Regions from separate parts of the Danio rerio genome. Here region 2 is linked to region 1. A link is a contact called in public HiCAR-type data. All regions are on one chromosome and are shown on one strand. The core of a region is the stretch at or near the end of the contact, and the rest is flanking DNA. Distances in the headings are between cores, read along the strand shown. Region 1 holds the start of pargl (poly (ADP-ribose) glycohydrolase, like). Region 2 holds the start of ppiab (peptidylprolyl isomerase Ab (cyclophilin A)).

What was found. HiCAR-type assays count read pairs that join an accessible place to other places.
Region 2: a contact with region 1 is called in a HiCAR-type map of caudal fin, with 5 times the contacts expected there. The contact joins the promoter of ppiab here to the promoter of pargl in region 1. A contact is called at or near these places in 1 of 18 Hi-C or Micro-C datasets (caudal fin) and 3 of 4 datasets of contacts at active chromatin or transcription factors (caudal fin, embryo and pancreas).

What each region holds. Positions count from the first base shown.
Region 1 is chr10:50,330,366-50,338,255 of GRCz12tu, reverse strand. pargl (poly (ADP-ribose) glycohydrolase, like) reads left to right here and starts at 4,967. Exons shown (of 17, transcript XM_001338221.9): 1 at 4,967-5,292.
Region 2 is chr10:50,445,232-50,453,121 of GRCz12tu, reverse strand. It overlaps ppiab (peptidylprolyl isomerase Ab (cyclophilin A)), which reads right to left and starts at 4,126. Exons shown (of 5, transcript NM_001328424.1): 1 at 3,863-4,126; 2 at 534-564. The coding sequence starts at 3,931. It overlaps zmiz2 (zinc finger, MIZ-type containing 2), which reads right to left. Exons shown (of 20, transcript XM_073915289.1): 20 at 4,506-7,890.

The sequences.
Region 1 (7,890 bases), core at 3,718-6,217:
TTACAACTTTATGAGTTTCTTTTTCTGTTGAACACAAAAGAAGATATTTTGAAGAATGTTGGAAACCGGTAACCATTGACTTCTTTTGTAGAACAAACAAATACAATGGAAGTCAGTGGTTACCGGTTGTCTAAATTCTTTCAGGTTTGGAAGAAGTAAAGAGTAAAAGACATTTATTTTTGCATCAATATTTCTAAGTGAACTGTATTTTTAAGCACCACAGAAATATGACGAGCAAATATGATCACGTCATTTTCAGTCTGAACAAAAGCAACTGACCCAGCAGTGGACTCGAACTAGAGACCTTCTTGCTGTGAGGCAACAGTGCAGAAGGAAAGCGAATGAATGAAAATGATAAACAATCATATTTTTCTGTTGAACACTAAAGAAGATATTTTGAAGAATGCTGAAAACCTGTAACTATTGACTTTCATAGTATATCTCTTTCCCAGTATAGAAGTCAATGGTTACCGGTTTTCACCATTCTTCAAAATATCTTCTTTTGTTTTTCTAAATAGAAGGAAGAAACTCATTAAGGTTTAAAACACTTGAAGGAGGATGAATACTGCGTCACTTCTCATTTCCGTGTGAACTAACCCTATAAATATGTCCTGTGGTGTGACTTTCTTCTTTAGTGTTCATCAGAAGGAAGAAACTCAGGTTTGGAACAAGTAAGGAGCGCGTACATGATGACAGAACTGTAATGTTTGGGTGAACTGCCCCTTTAATGAGCAGACAAACAGTGCTGGAGGAGAGAGGAAACCCTCAGCGTCTGTGATCTGCTGATTTTCGGCTTGATGTTGGCAGCAGGAGCGCACACAGCTCCAGTCCGGCTCCATTTCTGGCCTTTTAAAGGAACAGCTCACTAAAAAATGTATATTTACTCACTTTTTACTCTCTCTCAAGCGGTTATAAACATTTCTGAGTTTCTTTCTTCTGTTGATCACAAAAGAACATATTTTGAAGAATGCTGAAAACCGGTAACCATTGACTTCTGTGGCAAATGGAAGGCGATGGTTACAGGTTTCCAGCATTCTTCAAAATATCTTCTTGTGTTGTTTTACAGAAGAGAGAAGCTCGTGATGGTTTGTAAGGTGTAAAGTGTGGGTAAATGATGAGGGATTGGTGATTTCAGAGTGAACTGCCCCTTTAAGTCAACACTGTTGTTTGGCGGCGCGAGCAGCATTCCAATGCAGTGATTCTGCTGAACTGAGGAGAACATTCCAGAGCAGAGACTGACCCACAATAACAGCAGCAGCACAGGAGGAGGAGGAACACTGAGAACATGCACTGCCTGAACACACACGCACGCGCACACACATGCACACACACACACACAAACAAACATGCACACGCACACACACACACACACACACACACACACACACACACATGCATAAATATACACACAAGCATACACACATACACACAAACTTTCATATATATATATATATATATATATACACACACACACACACACACACACACACACACACACACACACACACAAACACACACATATGCAGAAAAATTTACACACACAGACACACATATACATACACTCATACACAATAGACAAACAAACACACACACACAAGCATACACGCACACACACGAACACACACACACACGCACACTTTTTAATATATACACACACATACACACACACACACACACACACACACATGCAGAAAAATTTACAGACACACACATACATACATTCATACACAAACACGCACGCACACACACATATATAAAAACATAGATACACCCCCCCCCACACACACACACAGGCGTGCATACATGCATGCATGGAGACATACATACATACACACACACACACACACAAACACACAGTGAGTTTGAATGAGTGTGTGTTTGTTTGTGTGAATGTATTTGTTTACATGTGTTTGTATAATTGAGTGAGTTTGTGAGTGTGTGTGTGTTTGTGTATTAGTGTATGTATATGTGTGTCTGTGTGTGTAAATCTTTCTGCATGTGTGTGTGTGTATATACATAAGTGTGTGTGTGTATGCTCTTGTGTATATTTGTGCATGATTGTATGTGTGTGTGTGTGTGTGTGTGAGTGTGTGTATATATATATATATATATATATATATATATATATATATATATATGTATATATAAATAAATGTGTGTGTGCGTGTGTGTGTGCATGTGTCATAACTCACACAGACACTGCGAGCCATGTCAGCGAGATTGAAGAGGACGTTGTGTCTGTCTGTCTTCTTCATCACACACTCATAATTAGATGAAAATCAGAGAAAGCTGAAGAGAGTGTGTGAGCTGACACTCACGAGCGCTCTGTGGTTCACACTCACACACACTTAAAAAAAAAAACAATAACGTTGGGTAAAATATAGACAACCATTTAAACGCAATTAAAAAAGTGTAGCCAGAACTGAGACTGACCCAACACTGAGTTAAAAACAAGCCAGCAGCTCAGTGAGAATACAGACGTGTATGATGTTCTAGAGGTCCTGTTACACTCCTGAACTTTCTGAGAATCTGTCAATCAACATTTATTACACATTACACAGGCGGCACGGTGGCACAGTGGGTAGCATGATCACATCACAGCAAGAAGGTCACTGGTTCAAGTCCCGGCTGGGTCAGTTGGTGTTTCTGTGTGGAGTTTGCATGTTCTCCCCGTGTTGGTGTGGGTTTCCTCCGGGTGCTCCGGTTTCCCCCACAGTCCAAACACATGCGCTATAGGGGAACTGATCAACTAAACTGGCCGCAGTGTATGTGTGTGTGTGTGTGTGTGTGAATGAGTGTGTATGGGTGTTTCCTATTACTGGGTTGCAACTGGAAGGGCATCCGCTGTGTAAAGCATATGCTGGAATATTCAGTGGTTCTTTCTGCAGTGGTGACCCCTGATTAATAAAGGGACTAAACTGAAAGTAAATGAATGAATGAACACATGACACACAAGTATTCAACACTGATAATAATAATCATAAATATTTATTGATCATCAAATGATCATATTAAACTGATTTCTGAAGAATCATGAACACTGAGTAAAATGTAGGTAAAATATGGATTCAATAGTTCATGGGTAAACAATGGATAAACCCAACCATGGGGTTAAAAAGTGAAGAGCTAATTTAAACTGAATTGAAAATATCTGACCCAGCATCGGGCATCTCCATATCTGACCCAACACTGATTATCAGAAATTCTATTCTTTTACCATTTTAAATATTCAATAATTTATTCATTCATTAATTTACCTTCAGCTTAGTCCCTTTATTTATCAGAGGTCGCCACAGCGGAATGAACCGCCAACTACTGCAGCATATGTTTTGCTGTGAGGCCACAGTGCTAACCACTGAGCCAATGTGTCGAATGTGTATTCATTCATTTTCAGCTTAGTCCTTTTATTAATTTGAGGTTGCCACAGTGGAATGAATCACCAATATATGCAGCATATATGTTTTATACAGCAGATGCCCTTCCAGCCGTAAATTATTACTGTGAAACATCTATACACACTCATTTACACACACACACACACACACACACACACACACACACACACACACACACACTCCGGACAATTTAGTTGATCAGTTCCCCTATAGCGCATGTGTTTGGACTGTGGGGGAAACCGGAGCACCCGAAAACCCACACCAACACGGGGAGAACATGCAAACTCCACACAGAAACACCAACTGACCCAGCTGAGACTCAAACCAGAGACCTTCTTGCTTTGAGGTGAATGAGCCATCATCTTAAAGGCACAGTTCACTTAAAAATGACATATTCCTCACTATTTATTGACTATTGAAAACCGGTAACCATTGACTTCAGTAGTAACAACACATTATGACAACGTTTGTTGTTCCTATAAATATCTATTTTGTGTTAAACAGACAAAAAGAAAGTCAGACAGGTTTGTAACAAACTGGAGGAAGAGTAAATGACGACATATTTGATTTATTTATTGATTTATTTATTTATTCATGTACTGTCCCTTTAAGTGAACTGAACGTCAATGCGGACACCAAATACCTCATTAGTTACGCTTTTTTTTCTTTTTAAAGTTGATGATTAAACTGTGGAGTTTGGCGCCCTCTTGTGCTTAATAAAGACAACTGTCACAAAAAGTGTGCTCCTCTGTCAGATCTGTGAGTGAATGATTATTATGAATATTAATAAGTAAGCGCTGACGTTGCTAGGAAACCCGTCTGGATCACTTTGCTAAGGGGTTTATGTTGGCTGTTGCTAAAAGGGATACAGCTACGGCCTGAAGTTAATAATTTATATTATTTATTCAATTAACAGTAAACTGTATTTTATTCACGTCTATTCCAACCCCGACTGTAAACCCAACCCTCAGAGTAATGTAAATCAGTAATTATTGATGTACAGAGACACAAAAAATATGCTAGAAAGGTGATATCTTCCCCAGAGATGGGTTGCAGCTGGAAGGGCATCAGCTGCGTAAAAACATGCTGGATAAGTTGTCGGTTCATTCCGCTGTGGCGACCCCGATAATTAAAGGGACTAAAGCTGTATCCCTTCTAGACTTTGCAAAGCTGATCTGGGGGTCTGTGGAAATATTGTAGGAAAAAACATAAACTAAATAGTTGATAAATAAATCATTTAATTACTTTTACTAAAAATGTAAGTTAAGTAGTGTATGTGTGTGTGAATGACAGTGTATGGGTGTTTCCCAGTAATGGGTTGCAGCTGGAAGGGCATCCACTGCATAAAAAAAATGCTGGATAATTTGGCGGTTCATTCCACTGTGGCGATCCGGATTAATAAAGAGACTAAGCTGAAGAGGAAATGAATGAATGAATGAACTCTGGTTAACTATCGGCCGCAGCTGTATCCCTTCTAGTAACAGCCCCACCTGGTGGCTGAAAAGGGAAATAAAATTGCGTCACGTGACGAAAGGCTGGAGATAAATAAAAAAAGGCTGATCAGTGAATCTGTTAGAGCAGGAAAACACAATGGCGGAGTGTGTGTTCAGCAAGAGCTGCTGATCTGGACTCACTTTCACTTTGAGCTTCAGAGAAACGACACACACACATACACACACCGATATCAGCAGCGCGGACAGACACACACCCATACACACCCACCCACACCTACACACACACACACACACACACACTGGACAGGTGAGTTCATCTGTTACCTGTAGAGTGTACAGCGAGTTTACAGTGGAGCTGGAGTGAGTTGCTGTTTGACTGAACTCAGTTTCAGCAAAACCGAAAGTGAAAGCGACACCAGGACACACAGCATCAGCGCACTACAGTGAGTATATAAAGTATTCATTTACAACACAGACCAGACGATATGTACTATTTCAACACGTTTCCCTGTCGTGCTGTTAATCATGATGTGTTTATAGAGCTTTCTCTAATTTACCTCCTGCTGTTATTCACTTTATAAACGCGTCATGCCTTTCCGTGCTCGTGATTTTCTGTTGTTGTCGGTTACGCTGTTTACGTTAATAAATAAGGAGTACACGCAGAAAGGCGATATTCACGCAAAACTGAGATCCCCTAAGATTTCTGGGATAGGCCTACGTGTAAGAAAATACCATAGTAAGTTATAGTAAATGTATAGCGTCTTGAAACATGGTACAGTAAAGTGTATTGACTGATTTGTTTGGGTTACGCTTCTTGCGTTAATGTAAATAAAACACGGAAAGATCACTTTATAGTATTTTTTTAATCATACTAAAGTGTGTGTTATACTGTACATATAATATTTACAACTCGTTGAGCTTACTGTAGTATTAGTGAACTCATAAACTGTACCCAGATAGCAGGCAGTAATCGGCCCGAGCTCGGCTGCCCTCCGGCCCCTCCGGCTCCGACTCGGCATCGGCGAGTGTTATCCGGGCCGAGTGCGGCCCGCACCTCGCTCGCGCACATGCGGCTGTGATGCGGCTGTAAAGCACTGGCCCGATTCCGGTCAACCATATCCGGTCCGAGTCTGTCTGTAGAGTCCTGGCCGCTTCTGGCAAGGACTCGGCTGAAGGCAACCGATTAAGTTCTTATTTTATCTAGTAATCTGTTAGCTCCACGTTTAATGATAATTTGAGAAAATATTCATGGTACGATAGCAAAAAAAAAAAAAGAATATTTAGTGTGGATGGTCTCAATGTTTAGACGCAAACAAAACAATATTATTTATAAATAGATTATACATGTCATCCAGAGAAAAACTATGTAAAATTCGCTTATTTTTGAGATAGCACGCTCCTGTGCTGACTGTTTTTTTTTTAAAGCAGAAGTTGGTTTCATAATAAACACATGCGTTACTAAACTCATGATCCAAACTCCAATCCAGACGGTGGCGGTAATGCTCCAACAAGCTGGTTGTCAACCACCATGGCACGAAGATCACAAGAAGAAAAAGTTTGATTTTTCAAAGATTCCATGTGGATTCCGGTCAGAAAGGTAAGCTTTTTACTGCTTGTGTACTGTATAATTAGCGAATTTAGAGCTTAAAACATTTCCACGGTGTTTGGTTGTAACAGCGTTTAGTAATTTAAAACAGTTTGATACGAAATGTAACTTGCTTTAAGAAACACGACTGGAGCTAATGTATGCTAACGCTAACAGTTACAAACACGTCTGAAAGTTCCTTTTCCTTTTACACAATGTTAGATTGTAACGTGTGTAGTAACTGAAAACTATTTTAATTATTTTAAAGAAACATGAAACGAATTTGTGTGTATGCTAACTTTGCGTTAAAGAAAGTTTCTGTAGACTAATCCATTAACTAACAAGGCAAAACGTGTTTTTTTCCTGATTTAACATTATAAAGTACCGTGGATGTTGAAAAAATCATTGTACAGGCGTATACTTATCCAACAGTATTAATTCTGTGATTATGTGTAATTAAAAACGAATTAATTTATAAAATATTATTGTTTATCTTGTTTATGCAGTTAGTCACGAAAAATGATTGAAACTCGACTGTTTACTATTCTCTTTAAATTATCCAAGAGAAATATATTACTCTGCACTTTAATTCATATGTGTTAGCCTATGTGAATCAATTATATCTTTTGTTCAAGCTGTAATGGTCAGTTAATGTAAAACTGAACGTCTTAAAGCAGATTTTGATGTTTTTTTTATGTTATTGACAGTGATAAATTCTGATTTAAATGAATGGGTAACAATATTTGTTGGTTAAGTCTTATTGTTCTTGTTTAACAAAGGTTAGTGAGATCATTTTGCAGCACATCACGACCAAAGAAGTCAATGGCACGCTCTTTTGAACGTGAATAGGCATGTTATAGTTGTGTGCTAAAAGTCCATTATAAGCTGTAAACTGCTGATATATTTTCAACATAGATTGAGCTTTTCAGAGTTACATTACTAATTGCTTCACAAACAGCTGAAATAGTCTATTGTTATTGGCTATCATCATCAAACATTTTTCACAATGGTAGGTTAATCTTCATGGGTACAGAATAATGCATGTGCTTGACCATCTTACAAATCTATGTCTCAGATTCATAAGGCTGTCACTCTGCATGAATCTCCGAATAAATCTTGTGCAACCTTCTGTGTACTGATTATTTAAACTATAGGTATTATATGCATTAATTAACTTTGATAGTATTTTAGGATTTGAACTTTTCTTTACGGGAGGTTAACAACAATGTGATGTTTCATTATAGATGCATATGAGGAAGCTCGACTCAAACATCCAACATCCAACCCAACTGTGATTTCTGACTGGTAGACAGATGAGGATGATGATCGCCTGTCATACATCTAAAGACAGAACAGGTTTGTTTGCAATTATTTTAAACACATACTGTCAACATTATGTCATTGATCTATTACAACCTGTGAGTTTTGCCCTGGCACTATACTAAAGTGATGTTTT
Region 2 (7,890 bases), core at 2,877-5,376, 120 kb before region 1:
AACTGAAGTGAAAAATGTTTAAAAAAGTAAATAAAAGTGATGTGCCTCTATGTTAATGAACATAATTAAATAATAAAAGCATTGCTAATAATAACAAAAATTAATATTATATTTCCCTGTACACTGTACATGTGTGTGTCTGTCAGACGCGCTACACAGTGTTTAATAGACGCCGTTTCCCAAACGGATTCTGTACATGCCAATTGATGCGGAGCTCAAGGGGACACTGGGTTTTGGGTGCATGTTTGAATAGACGGATACACAATTAATAAAAATAATTAATTAAACATGTGGATGTTGGTGGAATTTATTTTAAACACAACAAATTTAATTAAGACAATGGAATGCTTTCATTATAGATCTGTTCATTTTTAAAGTGATATTGTATCCCTCATTGTTACACACACACACACACACACACACACACACACACACACACACACACACACACACACACACACACACACACACACACACACACACACACACACACACACACACACACACACACACACACACACACTAATACTCACCAGCGGTCTTCGGCACAACATCAGCTCTCAGCTGCAGAACAGAGCAAACAAACGGAGATCAGCACAGCAGAACCGCTTCACAATATAATGAACATTTACACCAGGGGTGTCCAACTCCAAACTCGGTCCTGGAGGGCCGGAGTCCTGCTGGGTTTATCTCCAACTTGCCTCAACACACCTGGCTGGAAGTTTCTAGTGCATTTAGTGAGAGCTTGATTAGCTGGATCAGGTGTGAAGCTGAACTCTGCAGGACAGCGGCCCTCCAGGTTTACAATAATATTATTTACACAATAATAATAGACAGTGTCTTGCACATTTAGATTAAGCAGCATTTTCTGACATTTTAAAGACTCTGAGAAGAAAAAAATACATTGAAATATAATTATTTAGTATATTTTTGTAAATCACGTATACATGAACACATCACACCTAAAATAAGCTTTAGTATTACAAGTAAAGCTCGACACTCAAATACACATTAAATCTTATTTGAAAGCACCAGCAGGCGAGGCAGTGGTGCAGGAGGTAGTGCTGTCGCCTCACAGCAAGAAGCTCGCTGGTTCGAGCCTCAGCTCAGTTGGTGTTTCTGTGTGGAGTTTGCATGTTCTCCCTGTCTTCGCGTTGGTTTCCTCCGGGTGCTCCGGTTTCCCCCACAGTCCAAACACATGTGGTACAGGTGAATTGGGTAGGCTAAATTGTCCATAGTGTATGTGTGTGGATGTTTCCCGGAGATGGGTTGCAGCTGGAAGGGCATACACTGCGTAAAAACTTGCTGGATAAGTTGGTGGTTCATTCCGCTGTGGCGACCCCAGATTAATAAAGGGACTAAGCCGACAAGAAAATAAATGAATGAAAGCTCAACAATAAGCACTGCCTGATGGCCCAGGGTCAGTGTGAGACGCTCGGGACAGTGTACAGGATGATTACTGGCCCGATCCAATTCGCCATCAGTAAGACAAGTCAGCCGCCTTTTGTTGGATAATTTCAAACTGCAATAAAACCAGCACATTTTCCACACTGCTCTTTTTGTTTGCGTCACACTTTGAATTGCTCATTATACATTTATTAACATTCTTAAAATACTTCAATTCTAGATTCACACAGTATTTTTGACACATTATTTAAAAGATGTGGCTGAAACAGCTATTAACTTCTCCATTTTTTTTTCTTTCGGTGGGGCCAGTAGATAAAACCCTTAGCGTTGAACCCTGACTAGATTTCACACATTTGAGATGTTTCTTCATTGTAAAGCGACTCCTGTTAAACATCACTTAAGCACTATTTATTTCATACTCTTCTAAAAGTCCATCTCTGAATAAACGATGCAGTTCGGCTATACTGTACTGCCGCTAAACACACTGTTGGTGGCGCAGTGGTTAACACTGTGGCCCCACAGTAAGAAGGTCTCTGGTTTGAATCTGGGCTGGGTCAGTTGGTGTTTCTGCATGGAGTTTGCATGTTCTCCTCCGGTTTCCCCCACTCTAAACACATGCGCTATAGGGGAACTGATCAACTACACTGGCCGTAGTGTATGAGTGGCAGAGTGTGTATGGGTGTTTCCCAATACTGGGTGTGGCAGGAAGGACATCTGCTGGGTAAAAAAATTGCTGGAACAGTTGGCGGTTCATTCCGCTGTGGCGACCCCTGATTAAATAAGGGGCTGAGCTGAAGGAAACTGAATAAATGAAGCCACTCTGCATGATTATTTAGCATTGTTCATGTATATGAAGTGATATTTTGCTTTTAATCTGATGGTTTGGCTCGTCCTCATATCTCACATGCAGTTTCTGTTGTCATTTCAACAGAATTATTACATGTATGTATTTTCAACCTTAGAAACATCATTGAACACTCAAGAGTATATCTGAATTACTGATATTCACCTTATTTTACTACATTGTTGGTTTTAATCATTTCCACTCTTTCAATATTTGAAATTTCCTTTTTATGCAACAATACGAGCATATATATATATATATATATATATATATATATATATCGAGCGAAGGTTTTATAGTTTAATTGTCATAATGCAGAAGCAGAGCTCGAGTGTGTGATGAAAATGGTAAAACAAAAATCCACTACTTCCGCATTTCTCTGGAAACATCGACCCTGACGGGAGCGCGCGCGCGCTCGCGCACTCCTATGCAGATCACCTGCGCGCTCTTCATCAGCTACATTAATCTATGATCAGCTACTATTATAAAGATGAGCGCTATAATAAGGGGATTCAATATTACTAATAGAAGCATTACTCTAACACGCTTAAATTAAAGGCTCGACTCCGGCGCTCGCCCCTCCCTTCCCAAAATGGCATCTCGAGTTATGAAAAAATGATGAAAATGGCGTCTGCGTCAAAAAAGCGTGCGCGTCCTCGTGTGGAGAGCGCGGGTCCTCCATGTGCGCGCAGCTGATGGGAATTTCGGATCATTTTACCGACTGATTCCCGTTCAGCGACATGATCGAATCTTTATTTATATTTCTTTTAGTATAAAAAATACAGACAAAGTGGCTGATCGCTGGTGTATTTTCATTAATAGACACAAAAAATGTGCTAGATTAAAAGTTAAACTCATAATAGAACTTATATTGTATTTGTTTTGCTCGTAAAATCCAAAAATGACATGTTTAAAGGAAAATGTAAGTGTTTGGGGGATTATTTTAGCAATACGAACACACCAGACCAGAATAGGCAAAGATGGAATAAGTCAAAGTTTTAGGAATTATTTGTTGTTATTATTATTAATATTTTATATTCAAAACTCCCAAGACTAGTGGTGTTTAAAGAAGAATTATACTGTATTGAAAGACATTAAGAGAGATGAAACGCCAAAAAGCGAGATATTTAGATTTATCATTAGAGGATTTTGGTAATCTACTCCCCTACTGCGTATTTTATCTGTTACTTTATTTATACATGTTGTATTACTAACAACAATAATATTAATGATGGAAAGATTGTGAATGTTAGTTGATTATCTCAGTCTTTGTGTAATTTTGAACAGTATTAAAGTCTCCGTTATTGTTCAGGCATTGCTAATGTAAAAAGACGGGTGAAAAGCGTTTTCCCTGTACATTGTGCGCATGCGCTGAATCACTCATTGAAACGACGTCTCGCTACCGAGTCACATTAAAGATTCAAACGAATCGTTTAAGAACGACTCGTCGTCAGCAGGCTGTCAGTGTCAGCGCTCATCAAACCAGCACAATGTGGCGGGGGGAAGCCTCGTGTGCGCGCTTCATGCACAGACGGATTCACAGCATCACACGCGCATCTTTAATTAAAGAGTCGCCGCTCGCTTTAAATACACGCAGATTTATCTCCATACCTCCATCACGATCCTCCCCGCCTCCTTCCCATCGATGGTGATGTCAAAAAACACTTTGGGGTTTGCCATGATGAAGGAATAAACTCGGTCAGTTTGTGCAGCTGAATGAATCCCAGCAAACGCCGCAGCTCATCGGGAAGCAGGAACTGTGCGCGCGCGCGGGATATAAAGACGCCTCTGCCGCGGAGGATCCGCTGAGTGACGTGCGAACGGGCCAATCAGAAGCGGCGCGCTTGAATAAATTAGCGACGTGCGGCTGTGGAGGAAGGCGCTTGATTGACGTGCCGGTTAAAGTAGGTAGAAATGACGCAACCGCGTCTCATCCAATGAGCGATGTGCAAATGAAGTGGGTGTGAACTTGCGGTCTGTCATGGCGTGAGGGCGGTGGCCGAAGGCAGAATTCGCCATTACTGTTTTGCATTCAATCGCGGAGAGCGAACGAGCAGATGATTTATTTCACGATTTATCATCATCTCATCATGTACGCGTGGTTTATTGATAAAACTGAAATGTGTGGTTTAAGAAAGAGACAGGTGTGTGACTGAAAAAGCGAGTTTTCATTCTCCTGACGACCCGCCCCCTGCGCGCATTTTCCCGCGGTTTGACACAATGCAGCTCCCCAAATAAAGGCAATGCAAGGCAATGGGGCTTAAGTCTTTACTTATAAAACATAATGGAAATATTTCACATCTTTAGAAAAACAAATCGCTTTCAATTGTACATGTTTAATTCAACCGATAGAACTTGATGATCCACCAACACACGATGACAGTCAAACATCTTTTTTTTGTGGTATTTTTGAACAGTTTGAGTGATGCTGGTTTCTCAGATTCTCATGAATTCATCATCTTTTTTTAATGTGGTATCTTTCTAACAAATTCATAAACTCTGCTAGTTAACACAGAAGAGAGAGAGAGAGAGAGAGATGCATACAGGCCCATCAATTATCTTTATAATTATAATAACAATTATTATATAATCAAAGATAAAATCGTATGATACACAAATGACTTCAAACAAACAAACAAACGAAAAGAATAAAAGCACATCATCCGACGACTTCTGATGCTCCCTGTATTGTTAATATACAAACTGCACTTCGCTAACGCTGCCCAAAGAGCCATGATAAATAATAAAATCAGACAAGACAGGAATCGACATCATCATCATCATCATCATCATCATCATCCCTCATCATCGGTTTCTCCATCCAGCTCTGAATGTAAATCTGGGGAATGAGCTCTTGTCATAGTGTTTTCAAATGTTCATTTTTTTTCATATCATGGGGTTAAGAGAAAGTTCACATCCGCGACGATAATAATACTATATCTGTACATATTTCACATCAATCCCAACGTTTTTCCTCCTCGATTGTGATTGTGGCGATAAACATCAGTCCATTTCTTGTCGTCACTCTCCCACCCAATCAGATTTGTCCGAGCAAAATCTCACTACGGGAAGGTGTTCGTCCACCAAACGCGATTGTTGTTGTGCATTTGTAAGCTCTCTAACAGGGTGCTACCGGGCTGCTTGTGCTCTGTCTGGGTTCACACATGTCGTTGACTAAGAAGATGTGTTTTCTACCAAATATCAGCCCAGACTTGCATATTTAAGGGCGAGTTAAATGCAAGATCTGACCTCATGGCCCTAAATCCACAGGGGAGGAAGACGTTTTTAAAAAAGACATCGAAGGGTAAGAAATTCACGAGAGACAGACGAAAACAAAGCAGGGCGTGGTGTAAAATCATTAAATTTGTGCCAACACACACACACACACACACACACACACACACACACACACACACACACACACACACACACACACACACTCACACTCACACTCACACTCACACACACACACACACACACACACTCACACTCACACTAGCTTCACTAAAGATAACTCTTTGCCTTTGATTTCCTTCGTGTGTAGGCAAATACGGTGTGCAAAATGTGATAGTGCACTTCTTGAATGCTACCGTTTCAGACGTGAGCACGTTTTATAAAGGAAATAAAGGCTACATCAAGTCATTTGTGGATTGAAACCGTGTTGTAACCACATGGAGCTAGCGTGAGGTCGTCTTTGGGTGAATAAAAGATGAAATAATTGAGAATTCTGTCAGTGTGTAAAAGAAATAGTTCAGCCAAAAGGAAATTTCCTCATCATTTGCTCACAACTCAAGTTTCTTCATCCTGTCGAACAAGATAATCTTGAAAAACATATCCATCAACATCCATATCATGAGCTAAAAGCCTTCTTCAGTTTATCTTCCTTTGTGTTCAATAGAAAAACCCTTAACAGGTTGCGTAAATGATGACACTTGTAATTTAGAGGTGAACTGTCTCTTTAAGAGAATCGGTGTTTGTGTGTGAAGTTATGCTGGGTTCACATCAATCACGCACCACTGCGTCACTCGCTCTAGTTTACTCACGGGATGTTTTTCCCTTTACAAATTTTTTTTTTGTGTAATTCAATCATTTGAATATGAACACAAGACACAATTATGGCAAACTCGGCGTTGTTCATGCCTATAGCATTGATTTATCTCTATTTTCACATTTGCATTGACTTCATATGTAATTTGCATTTGTATTGAATACTTAATTCCGCATTTGGTCTGAATCCAGCATGGAGCACTTTGATGGAAATTCTTAATCATATATTAACGTGAAAAATCATATTTAATGTATTTATTTTGTATTGTCTTTTAATAATTTGAGGTTGTCGTTATTATTACGCAATATGTTCTATCTATATCAATCTTCGATCAGTCACAAAGTAGTCTTAAAATGCCGATGTACAATGAACAAACTAATGTAATTCGATACTTCGGTCAGAACGCGTAGCTTAATCTGCGACATTCGCACCACACTCTGAAAATTCGCCTCGGTTCAAGCGTTTGCATTAACTTTATAGGTAATTTACTTTTATATTGAATACTTAGTTACTCATTTTATATTGATCCTATATCAACACGAAAATCATATTTAATGTATTGTTTTGTATTGTCTTTTATTAACGAAGTTGTCGTTGTTTTTATTATGCAATGTGTACTTATCCACATTACAATAAACAAACTAATGTAATCCAGGTTCCATGTAATCCGATACTCCACAGCTGTGGTTACAGTAAAGCTCACAGCAACATTTGCACCGCGCAGTGATAATTCGCCACTATTTTAAATTTTGCATTAACATGTAATTGACTTTTATTAAATGTTTAATTCCACATTTGGTCTGAATCCAGCCTTACAGTTTTTTGTCTCTAAGTTATTGGTATGAAAAATCATATTTAATGTTTTTAATGTAAAATGTTTTAAAATTTTATTGTTAATTAATGTGAAGTTATTATTGTGATGTTGTCTTTATTATTATTATTGTACAATATTTACTTATTTATTTCAATATTGTCTTGAAGTAGTTGTAAATTGCTGATGTACAATAAATAAACAAATGTAATCCAGGTTACATGTAATCCGATACTCTGCAGCTGTGGTCAGAGTAACGCTGACAGCTTTATCTGCAAAGTTTGTGTCGTGTTGTGATAATTCGCTACTTTTTGAGCGTTTGCATTAATATTGTATGTAATTGACTTTTATATTGAATACTTAATTCCACATTCAATCTGTACTCAACATTAGATCGATAAATTCGCTTCAAGTTATCGATCAAATGTCGACATAAAAAATTCATATTTAATGTTTTTAATGTAAATTTTTTGTATCGTCTCATATTAATGTGAAGTTGTCGTTGTTATTATTAAGCAATATGAACTTATCTATATTACAATGTATTAAACAAACAAATGTAATCCAGGTTACAGGTCATCCAATACTCCGCAGTTGTGGTTACAGTAACGCTATCAGCTTTATCTGCAACATTTGCACCGGTGATAATTCACCACTATTTGAGCACTTGCATTAACTTTATATGTAATTTACTTTTATATTAAAAACTTAATTCCGAGTTTGGTCTGAATCCAGCACTAGAGTACTTTGATGGAAGTTGCTGACCCTATATTGACATGA